7 separate regions of the Mus musculus genome follow, and regions 1, 2, 3, 5, 6 and 7 are each linked to region 4. The links are chromatin contacts, called in public Hi-C, HiCAR-type and promoter capture Hi-C maps. All regions are on one chromosome and are shown on one strand. The core of a region is the stretch at or near the end of the contact, and the rest is flanking DNA. Distances in the headings are between cores, read along the strand shown.

Region 1 (2,700 bases), core at 35-2,534, 1.4 Mb after region 4:
TTTTCAAATGAGTATTTTGGGCAGTTAAAAAAATCCCAATTAAAAGAACAAAAATGGAGGTTGGCAACAAGGGCGGAGATGGGGCTGAAACCGAGAACTGTATGGGCCACCGAGTCCAGAAGGCACGGTGGCTGAAGGCAGCACGCGAGGATGCCACCCGAGTCCTCGGCGGCCGCCGCCTTGGGCTTCTGCCAGGGACTGCACGGTCTTGGCTGCCCACTCGCACCTCGGGTTGGTCTGGACTTTAGGCTAGGCTCGTTCACTTCCGGTGACAAATCCCTCCCACCACCTCTAGAAATAATGTACCGTTTCCCCATCGCCTTCCTAAAGACCGCCGGCCCTATAGGGAGAAGCGAGGCGCTCCGGCTGAGGGTCTTAGCCCCGCGCGGCCAGCGGTTGCCAGCTGCGCAGGGAGTGGCTGCCACCGCGTCAGGGAGCAAGACGGTGGGGGTGGCATGTCATCCTCCCCCGCCCCCCCTCCGACTGCAGCAATTGGCCATTAAAAAAAATAATCTGTTTTTAGACTCCCCCAGGAACCCCGGAGCCCGCTCCAGCGAGGAACCCAGTCTTTCCCATAGCGGTGATTTGCGCTTTCTTCCCGCCCCAGTAACTGCCCACGGGGACCCAGACGCCCCCAGGCCGCGCCGAGCTGCAGTGGATGGGGGAGGGCAGGAAGGATGAGGGTTACCGGGGCGGCAGGGACCGGCTGAGCAAAGAGGTGATGGAAGGGAAAAGGGAAAGGGAAAAAAAAAGAGAGAGAGAGAAAGAAAGAAAAAAACCCAGAGGCATGCAAGCGGTTCCCTGGCCAGCTGTTCCAGCTGCAGCTTCCTCCGACGCGGTCCGGGAGGTGCAATAACCCCCCCCTCCATCTTTCTCGCACTACCTGTCCCCCACAACACCACAAGCACAGATTCCTCCCCACCACCCTGCAGCAGATCTCCGGCCTGTAAGGGGGTAGCAGGGAGGAGCTGGGGGGAGGGGGAGGCCTGCGAGTTTCTAACCTTGTTCTTATAAACAAACCCACATGTGCAGCTGCCGCTGCTGCAACTCACCCCACAATCCCGGATATAAGTCCTGCCCCTTTAAGAAGAAAAAAAAAAAAAAAAAAAAAGCTTCACCCGACTGCCTCCCACCCCACCCATCCACCAGGACCTTTGTCTCCCCACCCCCTCCTGTCAGCCGGCCCCGCCCTCCTTCCCGCCCCTCCAACGCGAAGAAACCAATAGGCGAGGAGAATATGGAGGGAGCTGACGTCACCGCAGCTGGCCAATCACAGCGCGCGTTGGTGGGAGGCCTCGCGCGGAGAGCGAGCGCTCGGAGGCAAGGCGGCGGGGGAGGAAGCCTGGAGTCAAGATGGAGGGTGTGGACTGCTCCATGGCTCTGGCCGACGCTGCCGCTGGCTCCCCGCGGGACCTGAGCCTGGTGCCCGAGCGACTTCAGAGGCGCGAACAGGAGAGGCAGATAGAGGTGGAGAGACGCAAGCAGAAGCGGCAGGACCAGGAGGTGGAGGAGGAGAAGAGCGGCTTCTTCGCCGCCGCCTTCGCCCGGGAGCGCGCAGCGGTCGAGGAGCTGCTGCGGGGCGAGGCGTCGGCGGAGCGGCTGGAAGAGGCGGCCAACCGGCTCCAGGGCCTGCGGAAGCTCCTGAACGACTCGGTGCTCTTCCTCGCCGCCTACGACCTGCGGCAGGGCCAGGCGGCGTTGGCGCAGCTGCAGGCTGTCCTAACGGAACGTCGCCAGGAGTTGCAGCCCAAGAAGCGCTTCGCCTTCAAGGCACGGAAGAAGGATGCTGCGGGGACCGCCCAGGTAGACGCCGCACCCGTCGCCTCGGCGGCCCCTTCTCCACCGGTGACCAAGGAGGAGGAGGGAGCTCCCGGGGCCAGCTGGGCCTGTGGCTTCTCCAACCTGGAGTCCCAAGACCTGGAGAAGAGAGCTGAAGAGCTGCACCAGCGCGACGTCCTTTTGAGCGACCTGACCAACTGCACTGTCAAACTGTGTGGCAATCCCAACACCTTGCGGCTTGCGAAGGCCCGCGGCTGCAAGGTGCTCTGCGGCCCAGTGACCACCTCTGTGTTTCTGGAGGATTGTCGAGATTGCGTCCTGGCTGTGGCTTGCCAGCAGCTCCGTGTGCACACTACCAAAGACACGCGCGTCTTCTTGCAAGTGACCAGCAGGGCTATCGTGGAGGACTGCAGCGGCATCCAGTTTGCCCCTTACACCTGGAGCTACCCGGGGATCGACAAGGACTTCCAGGACTCCGGTTTAGATAGGAGCAAAAATAACTGGGACCAGGTTGATGATTTCAACTGGCTGGCCCGAAACGTGGCCTCCCCAAACTGGAGTATTCTTCCTGAAGAGGAGAGAGACATCCAGTGGGATTGAGCACTGGCCACACTCAGTGTGATGTCCCATTCGGTTTACCTGATATTGTCTTATGTTTGCGGTGATAGGGGTTAGAAATTGTTGAAACTCCCCTCCTGTGAGTCCTATTAAATTCATAGCAGTGTAACAGACTTTTGCTGGTTTGGCCTTCCCCTGCCTCCCTTTGAGTATGACAGCGTGAAGAATTAGGGGGAGAATGGAGGAGCTTTGAGGGATTTGCTGTTCTTACCGTTGATCACAGGGAGTGATAAAGTGGGTCTTCAATAAATAATAAGGATGTCCGGAGAATTCCATTAGCGGACGGTTTAAATGGAAGAAGTA
Region 2 (2,700 bases), core at 30-2,529, 1.8 Mb before region 4:
AGATGGATCTGTCTTGTTTTGTTTTGTTCCTATAATGTTCTTGGAACACACAGAAATAGCTTCTCTGCAACAGGCAGCAGCTGTAAATAAATGTCTTTCTCTGCATGTGCCACCCCCCACCCGCCACCCCACTGAGCCTGGAAGAAGGCCACACTGGGGTTTTTTGCAATTGTATATCCAGGACCCACTACTGCATCAACTGGAATAATGCTGCCCCTACCTTGCATTTACCACATATAAAAATTACTTCTCAGAATTCCCCTTAACGGGTATAGGCTCAGAGAAGTGATGTGGCTGACTGGCATTAAGCAAATGTTCCAGAGGGATGGTTAACAATTGGAGTCCCTCAAGGTAGGACTCACTGTCCCCCTTCCCCCAACTCAAATCTTAAAGACTCCCGAGGCAGCATAAGACTATAAACCACAAAAAACGATCCCAGGGAGGATGAAAAAGAAAAAAACAAACCAAAACCAAACCAAAAAACTGTGAACAAATGGATTATGGTTCTATAAAGGTCATCCTTACGAAAGGGGAAATGTTTCCTAGAGAGGTATAGGGCTCATGAAGAGCCCAAGAGTACTCACTCAGGCATAAGACAACATCCCTGGGGATGGGAAGACAAGGACCCTGGACACCTCCAATCCACGCTCCTCCCGAAGCTGGCCTACTGGGCACCTGACCACATCCTTGCGAGGGTCCAACCTCTGAAGATGCACTCCAGCCAGGAGTGAGGCTGCCCGCCCATCCCTCCCCCAGCACGATGCCGCAGCCACTCGCTGGGGAGGCCGAGGCGGGGGCGGCCGGTACCTAGCTCGGCCACGGTTGCGGCGCAGCCGGACAGTAGGAACTTGCTCGTCCGGGGCCATCTCTGCGTGAGCGGCAGCAGCTTCTCCTCCTCGGCGATAGGCATTCAGCAGCAAGTCAGGACCACTGGGCACCGCTGGTCGCCTGGGAACCTGCCACCCTGCCGGCGCCGCCCCTTTTCAGCCCGAGAGAGGTCAGGTCAGGACCATGTGCCTTTATTACGCTCTGCAAAGGCGCCGCCCGCCTGGTAGCTGGACCGGTCCGGCGGCCTCAGGTGCTGAAAAACAAAGCCGCACCCAAGAGGCTTCTGGGAAATGTAGTTCTTGGGGGCTCAGCGACTTCTCTGATTGGCTGGTAGCTAGGCGCCCGCTGCAAACAGCTAGTTTACTCGAGCTCCGCCGCCTCAGGATGTGTTCCCGCCTCCTCCGTCCCAGCCCAGCCCAGCCCAGTTCAAATCAAAGCTTTTTTTTTTTTTTTTTTTTTTTTTTTTTTTCTCATAATTTGAAAGCCGTGGGAAGGTGGAAGATAGCCACAATGCAAAAATCACACAAAAACTGGGGCGGGGCAAAGGAACCACAGTTACGCAAGAGAATTTGTTTAAAAAGTTTCTCGGCTCAGAGTTTGCAAAACTGGGCGCATTTTCCTCAGTCGGCGGGGGACTAGGAGATTCCCCTGGAGAAGGACGTTTTCAAACGTCTGTTGATTCTGGAAGATGGGCATTATGGAGTTATTCTCACCAATAGCAATCGCCGTTCTGGGAAGCTGTGTTCTTTTCTTATTCTCTCGGTTGAAGAATTTGCTTGGACCCCCGTGCATCCAAGGCTGGATTCCCTGGATTGGAGCTGGACTTGAGTTTGGGAAAGCCCCTCTTGAATTTATAGAAAAAGCAAGAATCAAGGTATGTAGCAGTGACAGGGAGTTTGGAGGGAGGTAGTATTTCCTTTTCTAATTTTTCTTTTATTAAACTCAGTGTTGGAACATTGGGCATACACATACTTCCGGCAATTCGTCTACTCTGTTTCTCTACATACCTTGTTGGAAATAGTCAGGTCTTTTGACTGTTAGTAATTCCCTGCAGTTAATTCTAAGTGGGTGTTTATTAACATTGCAGATGTAAGCTTGTAGTTTGGGGGCGGCGACAGAAGAGTTTCCATGATTTCAGTTTGTGAAAACGAGTAATAAATTTGTATCACAAGTAGAGGTAACTCTACGATTTTATAAAACTTGATTTGCTAAATTGATCTTTACAGATTAAAAGCTCCCCAATATTCTTTCTTTCTCTCCCCATCCCTACCACCAGATACTATTTTATTGGTGAGTTCCTCCCTCCCTTATTCCCTGCCCTGAGGAAATAAGTAATGGATTCCACTGTAAGGGTTTTTTTTTTTTTTTTTTTTCCCATAAAGCAGCTACTGAATGTTGAACAGTTTAGAGAAGGCACTTTTACTGGCTGGCCTTTTAATTTCTATTCATATTTTGGCGGCCAAGATCTTACTGTGGTTTTGGTTGGGAAGCCAGCATGGTGGATGAAGTGCTTTCTGCAGCAACCACAAAAACCTGAGTCCATACCTCAACCCCTCCAGGTTCAGTGAGAGAGGCTTTGTCTCAAAAACTGAGGTGGAGGGCCAGCAAGAGGGCTCGGTGGGTAAAGGTGTCTGCTGCCAAGCCTGGCATCTTGAGACTGAACCTTAGAACCCACATGGTGGAAGGAGAGAATCAGCTCTCTCAGATTGTTCTCAGACCCCCACATGGGCGCTGTGATACACACATGCCCATATTCCATGTAAACACAATATATGAATAATATTTTCTTATCATTTAGTATTTCTTCTAGCCCTCCCCCACTTCTGTGTGTGTACACTCATGTGTTGGTGTTCTAATCCATGCATGAAGGAC
Region 3 (2,700 bases), core at 118-2,617, 1.2 Mb after region 4:
TCTTCATCTTTTGTTTTTCAGACAAGGTTTCTCACTTGAACCTGGAGCGTGATCATTTGGTTGGACTGGCTGGTCTCCTGTGCATCTCTTTAGGTGCGGAGGTGCGGGGATCAGGGGTGCACAAACATTGCAGCGTCTGGCTTTTTATATCTGTCTTGGGGATCTGAACTCAGATCCTCTGGCAATCACTCTACCCACTGAGCCGAGTCCCCTGCCCCCATTCGCCACACATTTAACAGCTCAAATGGGAGGATTAATGTGTCCCAAACCACCAGCCCAGCATCCAGTGCTTAGGGAACATCTGGCCTGTGTACATCTGCTTGGTGCATAAAATGGATATCCAGAATACTCGGGGGAGGGGGGCCTTCGAGGACTTAGAAAGAAGGTCGATGGCTGCAAAGGTCTGAGAGGAAACTGAGCAATGATGAGCAGGGCAAAAGAGAGGTCTCAGTTCCTTGTCCTTCGATTTTTAAAATCTACCTCCTTCACTTCAGTCTCCTCTGCGCTCGATGCTTTCAAAAAAGTGACCTCTTGATCCTTTGAGTGTGAGTCTCTTCTCTCCACATACACTCACCGCCCCTCCATATAATCCTATGTAAAGCCCCCCCCCTTTTTTTTTTTGGTCTGCCAATAAATATTTGCAACTCAGTACCTGTTCTCAAGAAGCCAAAACCATACACAAATTAGGTTGTAGTGAAAGCACCACGGGAAAATTTTCAGGTTCCCTTTTCTACGTCATATGGACCTTTTCAGTTCCTCAAATTCGCCCTCTGGCTTCTAGGCCGGCAGGGCCTCCTCATCTGCCTCTGTTTCTGTGGTTTCTGCGGAGTGAGTTCCTCTGCACGCCATGCTTTCCCTGGCCAACTCTTCATTTCGCAGCAGGCTTCCTGTATGAAGCCTTCCCTCCACCCCCACCTCTAGTCTTGATGAGCAACTACCCCCGGATTCGCCCAAAAGCAGGGATCTCCAGGTTATCCGAGAGTCACAGCACCCAGCATTGCCGCAAAGCACACAGCAGGGCCAAGGAGACCCCAGCCCAGGTCCTGCCAGGCCCAGACCCTTCCCACAGGCCCCGCCCCCTCCCGCCCCTCGGGCTTGGCTACGCCCCGCGGCCCCGCCCCCTCACCTTCGCATTTGCTGGGCAATCGCACCCAGTCGGTCTCCTCAGCCCCGGCGGGACTCGGGCCTAGCTTCGGGGCAGGAAGGAGCAGCAGCGGAAGCAGCAGCAGCAAAGGAAATAAGAGGCAGCGGGGCGCGAGCTCAGACATGGACTCCATGGCCCAGCCGGACCCAGAGCAGAGCGGACCCGGCGGCGCTTCCTCCGGCAGCGCGCGCGGAGCAGCTTCCCCCGGCCGCTTCCGGGACTGCGCACGTGCCTCTGGGTAACCACGGCAACGGCGAGCTCCGGCCCGCCCCACGCCCGGTAGCCTCTAGCGGCTTGCGAAACCGACCAAGGCCCGCGGGCGACGCAACCAATGGGTTCGCTCGGCGTCTGCTTTATAGCCAATGAGAGGAACTATCTTTTTTTTTTCCCATCTCAGCCAATCAGAGAGCGGATGGTGGCTTTGGCGCCCTATAGCGATATCACTGCCAGCTAAAGGAGGCTCAGTAGCTGGAGCATCAGTTCCTAGCGGGTGAACCTTCATCATACCTTGGATGAACCAGCCTTGGGCATTCTAGCCCTGGATAACGGACTATCTTTCATGGTTTTGTTTCTTGTTTTCTGTCTTTTGTTCTTCGAGACAGGGTTTCTTTGTATCCTTGGCTGTCCTGGAATTTACTGCGTGGACCAGGCCGGCCTCGAATTCAGAAATCCAGCTGCCTCTAAGTGCACCTCCACACCGGGCCTCGTGGTCCTCTCCCCGCACCCCCACCCCCATTAAGGTGTTAATAAAAAAGTCTTTATATATTTATTTTGGGTTGGAAGACGACTGGAATCAGTTGCCTCCTTCCACCATGTTGGTTCTGGACCTCAAACTTGGATCCTTAAGGCTTAATGGTGGCCCTCTTTAGTCACTAACCTAACTCATCAACCCTAACCATGGCTTTCTTTATAAAGTTGCAAGCACTCACTAGACACCGGCTTTTAAGGCTTATTATTGCAGCCACTCACTCGAATAGATACTTAGGGCCTCACAACAGCCCAGATATCCAGTAATTGCGTTTCTCCTTATGAAAACTAGATTAATAAACAGATAAGAGTGATCCTCTTAGCCGGGCATGGTCACACGACTTTAATCCCAGCACTCGGGAGGCAGAGGCAGGCAGATTTCTGAGTTCGAGGCCAGCCTGGTCTACAAAGTGAGTTCCAGGACAGCCAGGGCTGCACAGAGAAACTCTGTCTCGAAAAACAAACAAAGAGTGATCCTCCTACATCTCGAGGTTTGCCTGTTGGGAAGCTCAAATCAATAATTCATGAATTAATGGAATTAAAAAAGAAATCCCTAGTTTTAGGGATGTTGCTCACTGGGAGATCTTTGCCTAGCACTTGACTACCATGTGCAAATCCCTGGTGATCCATCTCCAGGCTGGCATAAACCTGTCATTGGCTATATAGTGAGGGGGAGGGAGATATAGCCTGAGCTACTTGAGGCCATATCTACAAAACAAAACAAAACCACCTTGAAGTATGTGGGACAGATGGATAAACATCCCAGCATTTTTTGTATGGTATTCCAATCTCTTTTGTTATTTGTTTGG
Region 4 (2,700 bases), core at 149-2,648:
GTTCCAAACACCCTGGAGGAAACCAAAAGAGGCAGAACAACACCTTTAACCTACATGGAAAAGAGAAGGCAGAGGATCACGGGATAGATATACAGGCTTGTCAGAATTCACTATTGCTATAGAAACTCAAGTCCAAAATAGACTATGTATTCCCCGAAAAGAAGCTGTGCTTCAAAAGTTCAAAAGACCCAAATAACACACAAAGACTGGTGGCCAAAAGAGCCCCCTGGGTGGCCAAGGCTGTCCTTCTGACCACAAAGACCTCAGTTCTGTAACCTCTAGTGCAGTGGCTCTCAACCTTCCTAATGCTTCAACCCTTTAAAACAGTTCCTCATGTTGTGATGGCCCCTAACCATAGAATTATTTCATTGCTACTTCATAACTGTAATTTTGCTATTGTTACAAATCGTAATGTAAATGAATGATATGCAACCCTATGTGGTTGCAACCCACAGGGTGAGAACCACTGCTCTGTTGGGTCTTAAACTTGGCAAATCCCTTTCTCTTCCTAGATCTGCTAACTTTCCCAGACTAAAGGTCAAGCAAGGTCATCATGAGAAGTCCTTGAGCTGTCTAGCTGCACCCACAAGGTCTGTTACCATAGAAAGGAAGTCAAGGGGACTGGGCCTGCCAGGACAGGTATCTCTTTTCTCTCAGCAAAATTCAAAGCCTCAGGGCCCTGGGAGGCTCATGGAAAGCCATCGCCACAGCTCTCAGCCAACAGCTTTGTCCTGACCTGTCGACCTGGATTCTCTCATCCCCAAGCAAATTAAAAGACCAAATGTCATTAAGCAATTAATAATGGAGCAGATGCAGTCTGGCTTCTGTGTCTCCACCAGACTCCTGCTCCAAAGAACCTGCTTCAGTCCCTAAGGACAAAGTGGCTCTGCAAACCGAGGGCAGAAGAGGACCTGGCAAGGTCTTAGAGCAGTGCCTGGCACTTACGCAGGGTTCTTGACCACCTCTTGAATACTCACGATCCCTTGGCACTCTTCAGCCTGGATCAGCACAAACCACACGGTCCACGCACCGAATTGCACCCACACCTGTTCCTTTGCAACTCCACAAAATCAATAGCACAACAACCATTACTGCCAGAATACAGATTTTGGAAGCAGAGGCATTGTGTTAATATTGCTACTAACGTTCAAAATACAGCCTAGCATGTAATGATCTTTTTATAATTATCTGTTCAATCCTGGATGAATTAAGGGCCTACTCTATGCAAAGTTACGGTATGCTGAGCCGCTCGCCAGGGGAAGAAGTCCCCTTCTTGGGGAAACACTTTCACTAGAAGCTGAGACTTGCCCCCCCCCCAAGTCTTCCACCCGCCAGGGGCCGCTGTAGGAAACACTAGGCGTCCTTTCGAACGTCACTCTTTGACCCCGCGAAGCCGTTGCCCGGAGCTAAGATGGCGGTGGCGTTGGCTGCCGCAGCCGGTAAGCTGCGGCGAGCCATTGGGAGGTCGTGCCCATGGCAGCCTTTCTCAACCGAGCCCGGTCCACCCCACGGAGCGGCCGTGCGGGACGCCTTCCTGAGCTTCTTCCGAGATCGCCACGGCCACCGGCTCGTGCCCTCCGCTACCGTGAGGCCGCGCGGCGACCCCAGCCTGCTTTTCGTCAATGCAGGCATGAACCAGGTAGGGGCGGGGCCACACCGATCGGGGGCGGAGCTCGGGAGTCAGCCTGAGAAAAGCGCTTCAGGATTGGACCAAAAAAGTGAGGGGCGGAACTCTGAGTGGAAGAGAGGCTGGGTAAAATGGGGTGGGGGCCTGGTTAGGTCTTGGGGAATTAGCTTGGAAACTTGTGGGGAGAAATTAAGTTTATTATCTCTGGATAGCAGCTGTGAAGTCCTGAGGGGCAGGCTCTGAGTGGAAGACTATTTAAATAAATAAAATTCATCCATTGAGTAGACATTTATTGCACTCCTGCTAGGTGCTTGGTAATATTCTTGAAGCTTTGATTCTGTCCAACCACTTCCCTTATCTGTAAATTTTACTACTTTTTACTAGGCAGAGTCTCTTGTTTAAGTTCATTTACCTCTTCTCTACCCTTCCTGACTTTTATGTGCTTCTAGTTCAAGCCCATCTTCCTGGGCACAGTGGATCCACGAAGTGAGATGGCAGGCTTCCGACGTGTAGTTAATAGCCAGAAGTGTGTCAGGGCTGGAGGACGCCATAACGACCTGGAGGATGTGGGGCGTGATCTCTCTCATCATACGTTTTTCGAGATGCTTGGCAACTGGGCTTTCGGGGGTGAATATTTTAAGGTGAGTTTCCAGGGAGCTCTAGAGTTAAAGTCTTTGAACCCTGAGTGCTGGATGTTGTGACCAAGAGCTAAACACAGTGTGTTATAGGGGAGACAGAAAGATGACTGGGTTGGTAAAGTGCTTGTGGATTCCCCAGAACTCGAATTTAAAGTGCGGGCTAACGGTGTGTGCCTATGATGCTGGAATGGCCAGATGGGAGATGGAAACAGATCCCTGAAGAAGTTCACAGACAAGCTAGTCTGGCCAACATCAAAGTCCCAAGCTAATGAGAGACCCTGTTTTAAACAAAAATTAGCTCCTAAGTACAGTCACCCATAGTTGTCCTTTGACTTTCACAAGCACATGTCCACATGTTACAGGTGTGTACACCACACATACACGGGCACGGGCACACACATACACACACGACATCCAATAGGAAAGAATATGCCT
Region 5 (2,700 bases), core at 49-2,548, 1.4 Mb before region 4:
TTTTTCTTCCAGGTTTTCTTTCTTTGGAGTGAACAAGGAATTGGCTTCTTAGGCTGGGAGATAAGGACTTACTAGACTGAACCACCTCCTTCCAACTTTGAGCAGTTTCAAAGGTCAGGACTTGGGGCTTCGGAACAAGTTGTGCAGCTTCATGGTTTTGGGTCTGGCTACACGCAGAAACAACCTCCCTTTCCGCCTCCTTCCCACGTGTTGAAAATGATAAAAATCCCCATGGCAGAGTGCCCAAATGCCCTTCAGGGCAGTGCCGCCCAATTTAGCAAGTGCCCATGGCTAGAGTTGAGACTGTCCCCTCATTAGAAATACACCAAAGGCTAAGACCAAAGGGCTCAATTCCTTTACAGAACGTGGCTACAAACATCACAGCCCCAGCACACAGAACAGAAGACATTTGTTACAGACAGGCACCAAGGCCACAGCTGTGGATGCTTGTAGCCTTACCAGCTGATTAAATGTTGAAACTTCAGTTGTGACAATCAAGCAGATAATACTGCCTATTGCAGACAGATTTGGTTAGCTGAAGCTTTCAGGTGCTACTGCTTGGAGGATAGGAGTGGGGAGTGCCTGCGTGGCCAACTTATAATAAGATGCAAACACTTGGAAGTCACACATTGGGCTTCAGAACAGACTAGATTCCCAAAGCCTTCCATAGAGGAAATACTTGACACCAGCTATTCATGAACAAAAGATTCATGAGGGCTAAGGATATTCTTCAGTTGAGAGAGTGCTCAGCTGGCATCCAGGAAAACCTGGGTTTAATTCCCAGCACCTCATAAAACCTGGCATGGTGATACATGCCTGTAATCCCCAGAATTTAGGAAGTTGGAGCAGGAAGGTACTAGGACTGAGGTAATGCTGGGCTACAAACTGAGTTCCACACTATGGTGAGCTAAATGAGACCCTGTTTCGAATTATTAACACCATCTCATGGCAAGCTTGGATATTCTGATGTCCCTCCTTCAATTAAAGCTTACTGAGTGACGTCATCAGTTTATGATAAAGGAAGAAGAAAACTCAGAAGAGATGGTAGAATAAAATTAGCTTATAATGAACATGAGTTTCAGATCTCCAACCACTGGGATAGCACACTAAAGTCCCTCAATATCACGGACACAACAGGCCTACCAGGGCAGTTCTGAGTGACAAGAGCCCCCAGCCACCCATCCCTATCCCCAAACCTGGCCACCAAGTCCCCCTCCTTCAAACCCACGCAGCGCCCGCCCCCCTGCTTCCGCTAATTGACAGGCAGCACAGCTACTCCTAGGAGCGGATTTTTCACCCTGGTAACAGTGACAAGCTGGCGGGAGCCAATGGCGTTCCAGCAGCGGGGCGGGCTGCAGCGACGAGTCAGGTGCTCTGCGCTGAGGCTGCGTGCAGGTGAGCGAACAGGATCCTACAGTGCCCCTTGTTTCTGCCTCCTCTTGGTCCCAAACGTTCCAGGACAGATCTGTCTCAGCGCGGGTGAGTCCCCGGAGAAGGGTGGCCTGCCTCCAGAGGCCCACACTGGGGCTGTCACCGGCCAGCGGGGCGGGGAGGCCTAGCAACCCCGTAGAGAAGAGGCGACGCACCCACCCACCCTGGCAAACACCCTGACATAAGCCCACTCCTCTGCTCTTTGATTGGTGCGCCTGTTTGCTTAGGTTGGGGCGGGGTGGGGGTGGGGGAGGCTGGAGAGAGGAAGGACTGGAAAGGCCAGGGCGATTTCAATCGAGATCTAGAGAGTTTCAGGGCTCCGTGCTGTTTCTGCGTGGAGAAATGAGAGATTTGTCCTTTTTTCCTCATCCCCACCCCCACCTGCGTTGTGGCACCCATGTAATTATGTTGCTTCTTATTATCGAACATCCCCGAGCTTTAGACAGAGCCTCATACTTCGCTTCAGTTTGCCCCAAGAAAACAGTTGTCTTCTATTTACCTCAATTAACTAAAATAGATGGGAAAAAAATCATATGTTCCGTGCAACTGATTCTTTCTTGGCATTAAATTGTATTTGGTTGATAATAATTTCCTTCGTGTTAGTGAGATGGGAGAGAAAATTGGGGGAAAGAAAAGAAAAGAGGGAAGAAACAGGGATCAGTCATTTGCAGTTTCCTGCATACATTTAATTCCCCGTCATGGCCATTATTAATGTTGCTCCCAGAATGAGTGGCATTCAAGATACAATAGTAAATTTAAGTTTGGAATCAGTCATTGTCTTGAGACCAATGTCCAAAACAGTTTCTAGTCTGGATGAAACCACAGTTTAAAAAAGCAAATCTAACCTTAAGCTCATATGCATCCTTTGCATACAGCTTATGGTTCTGAAAACAAAGCCAGCCTGCCTCATAGGTTACATCTGCCCATTCCTAGACCATAGCAAGGCAAGTCAGAGCCACATGCACACATTCCACACATGTACACATATCACACACATCACACATGCACACATATCACACACATCACACATGCACACACATCACACATGCACACACAATCACACATGCACACATCCCACACATACACATATCACACATACACACACACATCACACATGCACACATACCATACATACACATACCACACATACCACACATGCACACACATCACACATACCATACATACACATATACCACACATACACACATACCACACATGCACACACATCACACATGCACATATACCACACATGCACACATACCACACATT
Region 6 (2,700 bases), core at 142-2,641, 1.3 Mb after region 4:
CAGCCCACACGTGATTCTAAATAAACTTTTAAAATTGTTGGATACTTTTGGTTTGAGACAGGTTCTCTTTATATAGCCAAACTCTCCATTTTCCTGTCTCAACCTTCTAGAATGCTGAAAAGTGTGCCACAGATAGCAATTTAATCGCAGCATTCTAGAGGCCTAAGTAGGCTGATCTGTTAGTTTGAGGCCAGCCTGGTCATACAGTATTCCAGACCATATGTACAGACCCCATCTAAGAAACAAACCAACCCCAACAAAACATTTTTAAAATAATCTATTTTTTTCCCTGCCAAATTTGGTTTTACCACTAAATTTGAATTCAGAAAATGTCTTCACTTTTCCCTTAAAGGCTGGTCTAACATTTTGCTCACAGAAAGATGGTGGGTAAATCTTTGCTAAATGGAGGACTATGAGGGAGAAACCTGTGAGGGATCTGATAACAAATCTAGTTCAACGAACACCGTTTAGTAAAATCCGTCCACTACAAATCCTAACCCCCCCCCTCTCAGAATTACCTCTCTCTTTGCCAAAAGTGCCTGCTTTGCCTGAGTGGCTTTGAGGGCTTGATAAGCCTTCCTCTTTTTCAGAAGATTTTCTGGAACCAAAGGAATTTTTTTTCTTTCCCTGATAAAGGAACAAATTTGACATTAATGAAAATTGCCAAACCAACATTTGGTGGCTTTCCAAACCAATTCGAGATCCTGGTCTTCCCGGGACCTAAAGTTTCTGATGAGTCTTCGCCGTGCTCCTGTAATGCTCACTCGTCCCGAGAGCCTTTAAAAATCAGGAAAAACCTTTGCTCTCTGGGTTCGTTTTGGTCCGTGGAGCTTTAACAACTGTAGGCTATGACCTGTCACTAGCGGCAAGGAAATTCTAGTAAAATCCAGAAAGGGGCTATCACAGATCCATCAAGAAGAGTAATGATTAAGTCGAGCTAGGATGAGGTGGGGGGGGGGGGCACATGAAAGCAGGAGGGGGAATTGGGGGGAAAGAGCTTGGTGGAAGACGCAGGGGAATAAGAGATGATGGGGAGGTGATACGATCAAAATACACTGTACGTGTGTACCAAACTGTGAAAGACATGACAGCCAAGCTGAGCGAACTCAACTCTGGCGCTACGCAGCCACTCGCCCCTCCGAACCTCAGTTCCTCTTCTCGCTGCTTCCAAAGTCGTCCCGATCCCTGGTCGCGGAGCCCTACAGCATCTCAGCCCCCACCTTGACTTCATACTATGGAGCCTTTTTCTTTTCTCTCCACAGCCCACAGCTTCCTTTTGTATCACCAGAGTACAAACAGAAAGGATGGCATCGGATCCTCAAAGCCCCATAGAGAGATCCGAAGACACACTCACCCTTCCTCCGCCATCTTTCCGGTGCTTCAGCTACTGCGCTTGCGCAGCCTCACCGGGCGGGGTAGAGAGGCCCGCCTCGACGTCTCTTGTATCATAGAGACGGACTCTCGCTCCCGCAGGAGGACTCAGGCAGCCTGAGATTCCTTAGCGAATGTGAGCGTCTGGGAAAAGGTCTTGCTAGCCAGGATTCCGGCAAAAAACCCTCCAGTTTTCTTCCCATCCCTTCTAAGGTCTCTAGAGTCTGACACCCGTCTGGATCCAACCCTTTTCAGTTAGGCTGTAGGGTCTCGAACTCGGCCGCTTGTGAACAATTTAAAGGCTTTCCACAATGCATCTGCAGCTTCCGCTACGGCACGGGCTCTACAGAAGTTGGCCGCCTTGCTTAGGTGAGGTTTTTATTCCCGGAGACTTGAAGGACCGACGTGGCACTCACATTTGGTGGGCGGTTATTTGTGGAGGATTTGCGGAAATAAAAATGTGTCACCTACTCTGTGAGCCTTTGAATTCCTCACCTTTCTGCATCTCGGCTTCCTCATCCGTACAATGAATATCTACGGGTTCCCAGTGGCCGCCAGGGGGCTCCTTAAGATTTACAAAGCCTTAGCACAAGTTGGGTAAACAGTGGAGCCAGAAACTAGAAATGCTCCATTTCCATCTCAGAGCCTTCACTTGTTTAAGTTTCTCAGAATTTACTCCCATTGCCACATACTAGCACAGTGCTGTTTTATGCTAGCACAGTGCTGTTTTATGCTCTAGCCTAGGACAACGCCACTATATAACACTAGAAAGGGTCGCCACCCACAGCCTTTATCCTACACCTTTGGCTTATGGGCAGGAGACTTTTCTTATTTTCTGTGTCTCTTCTGCACCTCACTACACCACTTCACTACAGTGGGACTCTGCAAGGAATTGTTGAGTACCCAAGGACTGATACATGATGTTGGAACACACTAAAAAACTAGTCCACTCAACACGCTAATGTCATTACCAGATGAATGTCAAAGGAGATTAAGGGCACGACCTCTTCCGGCCTCCTGCACCAGGCATACCAGGTATTCTAAACTATTCCATGGATTGCGCTAGAACCATGCTTGTTTTTAAGTTTCCTCAAAAATCTCTGTCCGGGGCTGGTGAGATGGCTCAGTGGGTAAAAGCACCCGACTGTTCTTCCGAAGGTCCAGAGTTCAAATCCCAGCAACCACATGGTGGCTCACAACCATCTGTAACAAGATCTGACGCCCTCTTCTGGAGTGTCTGAAGACAGCTACAGTGTACTTACATATAATAATAATAATAATAATAATAATAATAATAATAATAATAATAATAATAAAATATATATATAT
Region 7 (2,700 bases), core at 195-2,694, 1.9 Mb after region 4:
CCACCAGAGCTAATTCTGAGGACACTTCTGGGTTGCCTGTGCAGGTAGGGCATAGCCAAATCCAGCCACACACTAGTTAAAGATTCTGTTTCCATATAGAGATCACATATAGGCCCGCCTGAGGGGCAGGAAAGTGGTCCATATTCATAAATCTCTCATCAGTTGTGCCATCTGGACATTCTACCCTTTGCTTAGTTCTCTGGCCTGCCAAATAAGAATTAATGCCTGCTTGTGGGAGACCCAGCTTTACATTGGCATGATGGTTTATGGAGATATAGTATTGGCTAGTTTTGTGTGTCAACTTGACCCAAGCTGGAGTCACTGGAGAGGAAGGAGCCTCAGTTGAAGACATATCTCCATACGATCCAACTGTAAGGCATTTTCACAACTGCTGATCTGTGGGGGAGGGCCCAGCCTACTGTGGGTGCTGCCATTCCTGGGTTGGTAGTTCTGGGTTCTATTAGAAGGCAGATTGAGCAAGCCATGGGAAGCAAGCCAGTAAGCAGGACCCCTCCATGGCCTCTGCATCAGCTCCTGCCTCCAGATTCCAGCTCTGCTTGAGTTCCTGTCCTGACTTCCTCCAGTGATGGACTGTGATCTGGAAGTGCAAGCCAAATAAACCCTTTCCTCCCCAGCTTGCTTTTTGATCATGTTGTTTTGTAGCAGCAATAGAAACCCTTACTAAGACATATACTTTGTTTCATTCGCATTAAGTTGACCCTTATTCATTTTCCCAACAACCTCTTAAGGCCCAGGATGTAGAAGAGATGTCACAAATTCAGGATGACATTTATCATGTAGCATTTTAATCTCATTTAATCCTCTACTGCAAGTATGATTTGTTCTCATCTCTACTTGGCAAGTGAAAGAAAAAAAAAAAAAAAAAGGGGGTTCAAAGTACGGAAGAAATTTGATCAAGTCACCCACCTAAATAGAAACCAGAGCGCCTAAGTGTGGAGCTTCCATTATGCTAAATTGCATGGGAAGGCATTTTGAAAAACACAATTTAGAAAAATCCATTAACAAGCCTGGCATTCCGATGGTGTGAACAAAGTTTAAGAATGAAACGCCTTTTGCAATAAGGTAAAATGTTAGAATTTGGACTCAGTAGCAGCAGCAACTTCCTTCCCAAGTATTTCTGTTGTGTTTGTCTCTAAGCAAACAGAACCACCCAAGACAAATAGGATCTTAGGATAGACAGCGTATAGATAGAACCTGGGAGTTTATCCAGACGGCGGAAGCGACGCATCCACTCAAAACCTTAAATGAATGAGTGAATAATAAATAAGTAAATAAATAAGAAAATAGAAAATTTAAAATATAATTTTAAAAAAATTCAAGGAGCACCGTCTCTATGGTTGTTTCAGTGTCGGAACACAGGAGACACTCTTTCCTTTTCGAACTCTATGGTTCGCGAACAATGCTGTGACCCCGGAAGCGGTCCTGGGCGATCAGGGCACCAAGATGGCGGCGCGCGCAGCGTGTGTGGCTCTGTGCCGGCGCCTGCAGCAGGTAAAGGGGTGGGCGTGGGGTCCCGGCTGCCGACGGCGCCGTCATCGTCGAGTCTCGCTGCCACCCTCTGCCCGACCCGTACGGAGTCATCCTCCGTTGGAGGAAGTTATTAGAAAGTGACAAGAAAAGGGCAGGTTTTTCTCTCGAGGGACCCTACATAAATTGGCAAGACGGGAGCGAGAACCGTAAGACGTCAGAGCAGGAAGGATGAGGAAAACGCGTTCAGAGCCCTCCCTCCACGGTAGAGAGGGCCATGGAAACCGTGAGCTCAGAGAAGACAACGCTGGTCTCGGATTCTTAGGAACCGAGCCAGCAAACGCTGGGTCACATAAAGCCCCGGTGCAGCCCCACTGGGACGCCCTGCTCGCCTCCACGGCTGAGGAGGTGACCCGAGAGCTCCCAGGTCAGGGGAATGGGTCAGATCTCCCTCGAGAGGGTCTTTGAAAAAGGAAAACTTGCCTGGAGTTCGCATGGCATGAATCACAGCACTGGGGAAAGGAGGCAGGCGGACGAACTTCTGGGTTCGAAGACAGCCAGGTTATGTATTGAGATCCTATCACAAAAATAATTTAAATTAAAAACAAAAAAACCAGGCTGTTCTCAAGAACTTTGGTCTTGAAACTTTTGTGACTCTTCTCAATGGTCATTTAGTAGTTTTGAAAATAATGCTCAGAACTGGGTCAGATGGCTGACCCTGAAATAGCATTACTTGTAAAACCTGGCTTGCATATTGAGGCCCTGTCCCAAAATAAACGAATTCTTTAAAAAAGGAAGAGCTGACACTGTGGCTCGGTTGCTCAAGGGCCTAATGCCTAAAGCTGGCCCTGTCGGCCCCACAGCAGCATGTAACCCAGAGGTGGTGGCCCACACCTGTAATACCAGCCCTTGAGAGGCCAAAGCAAGAGGCGCACGCCTTTAATCCCAGCACTCGGGAGGCAGAGGCAGGCGGATTTCTGAGTTCAAGGCCAGCCTGGTCTACAAAGTGAGTTCCAGGACAGCCGGGGCTACACAGAGAAACCCTGTCTCGAAAAAAAAAAGGATCAAAGATTCCAAAAAGTTTGTTTTTCATACTAGAGATTGAACCCAGGGCCTTGCTTACACCAGACAAGGGTTCTGCCACTGAAGCCCATTTGTAGCCTTCTGTGGGACTCGAGTGGTCTGCTAGGGTTGCCGAGCCATCACTCCAGC

The links. Promoter capture Hi-C pulls out the DNA fragments that hold promoters and counts their contacts. Hi-C and Micro-C count contacts between places; a contact is called where the count stands out from the background. HiCAR-type assays count read pairs that join an accessible place to other places.
Region 1: a promoter capture Hi-C map of liver shows a contact between it and region 4, with 2.6 times the contacts expected there. The contact joins the promoter of Tbcc here to the promoter of Aars2 in region 4. A contact is called at or near these places in 5 of 39 promoter capture datasets (the 3T3-L1 cell line, the HPC-7 cell line, liver and 1 more).
Region 2: a promoter capture Hi-C map of pre-B cells shows a contact between it and region 4, with 2.8 times the contacts expected there. The contact joins the promoter of Cyp39a1 here to the promoter of Aars2 in region 4. A contact is called at or near these places in 3 of 39 promoter capture datasets (cranial neural crest, liver and pre-B cells) and 1 of 115 datasets of contacts at active chromatin or transcription factors (pancreatic cancer cells).
Region 3: a contact with region 4 is called in a Hi-C map of B cells, with 9 read pairs. The contact joins the promoter of Cnpy3 here to the promoter of Aars2 in region 4. A contact is called at or near these places in 3 of 39 promoter capture datasets (hippocampal neurons, liver and pre-B cells), 1 of 484 Hi-C or Micro-C datasets (B cells) and 1 of 115 datasets of contacts at active chromatin or transcription factors (double positive thymocytes).
Region 5: a promoter capture Hi-C map of liver shows a contact between it and region 4, with 3 times the contacts expected there. The contact joins the promoter of Enpp5 here to the promoter of Aars2 in region 4. A contact is called at or near these places in 4 of 39 promoter capture datasets (the 3T3-L1 cell line, hippocampal neurons and liver).
Region 6: a HiCAR-type map of astrocytes shows a contact between it and region 4, with 3 times the contacts expected there. The contact joins the promoter of Rpl7l1 here to the promoter of Aars2 in region 4. A contact is called at or near these places in 1 of 39 promoter capture datasets (liver) and 1 of 115 datasets of contacts at active chromatin or transcription factors (astrocytes).
Region 7: a contact with region 4 is called in a promoter capture Hi-C map of pre-B cells, with 11 times the contacts expected there. The contact joins the promoter of Mrps10 here to the promoter of Aars2 in region 4. A contact is called at or near these places in 8 of 39 promoter capture datasets (the C10 cell line, cranial neural crest, hematopoietic stem and progenitor cells and 4 more), 10 of 484 Hi-C or Micro-C datasets (CD4 T cells, erythroblasts, liver and 5 more), 1 of 115 datasets of contacts at active chromatin or transcription factors (astrocytes) and 2 of 9 other capture datasets (adipose tissue and liver).

What each region holds. Positions count from the first base shown.
Region 1 is chr17:46,889,337-46,892,036 of GRCm38.p6, forward strand. Tbcc (tubulin-specific chaperone C) reads left to right here and starts at 1,285. Exons shown (of 1, transcript NM_178385.3): 1 at 1,285-2,700. The coding sequence starts at 1,354. The coding sequence ends at 2,379. It also overlaps a transcript of Bicral not described here.
Region 2 is chr17:43,666,093-43,668,792 of GRCm38.p6, forward strand. It overlaps Cyp39a1 (cytochrome P450, family 39, subfamily a, polypeptide 1), which reads left to right and starts at 1,280. Exons shown (of 12, transcript NM_018887.4): 1 at 1,280-1,702. The coding sequence starts at 1,517. It overlaps Slc25a27 (solute carrier family 25, member 27), which reads right to left and starts at 1,122. Exons shown (of 9, transcript NM_001357122.1): 1 at 808-1,122. The coding sequence starts at 910.
Region 3 is chr17:46,750,847-46,753,546 of GRCm38.p6, forward strand. It overlaps Cnpy3 (canopy FGF signaling regulator 3), which reads right to left and starts at 1,368. Exons shown (of 6, transcript NM_028065.4): 1 at 1,127-1,368. The coding sequence starts at 1,277.
Region 4 is chr17:45,505,443-45,508,142 of GRCm38.p6, forward strand. It overlaps Aars2 (alanyl-tRNA synthetase 2, mitochondrial), which reads left to right and starts at 1,399. Exons shown (of 22, transcript NM_198608.2): 1 at 1,399-1,639; 2 at 2,077-2,268. The coding sequence starts at 1,412.
Region 5 is chr17:44,077,504-44,080,203 of GRCm38.p6, forward strand. It overlaps Enpp5 (ectonucleotide pyrophosphatase/phosphodiesterase 5), which reads left to right and starts at 1,299. Exons shown (of 4, transcript NM_032003.3): 1 at 1,299-1,479.
Region 6 is chr17:46,781,265-46,783,964 of GRCm38.p6, forward strand. Rpl7l1 (ribosomal protein L7-like 1) reads right to left here and starts at 1,392. Exons shown (of 7, transcript NM_025433.3): 1 at 1,355-1,392; 2 at 519-627. The coding sequence starts at 1,368.
Region 7 is chr17:47,367,443-47,370,142 of GRCm38.p6, forward strand. Mrps10 (mitochondrial ribosomal protein S10) reads left to right here and starts at 1,445. Exons shown (of 7, transcript NM_001146212.1): 1 at 1,445-1,512. The coding sequence starts at 1,465.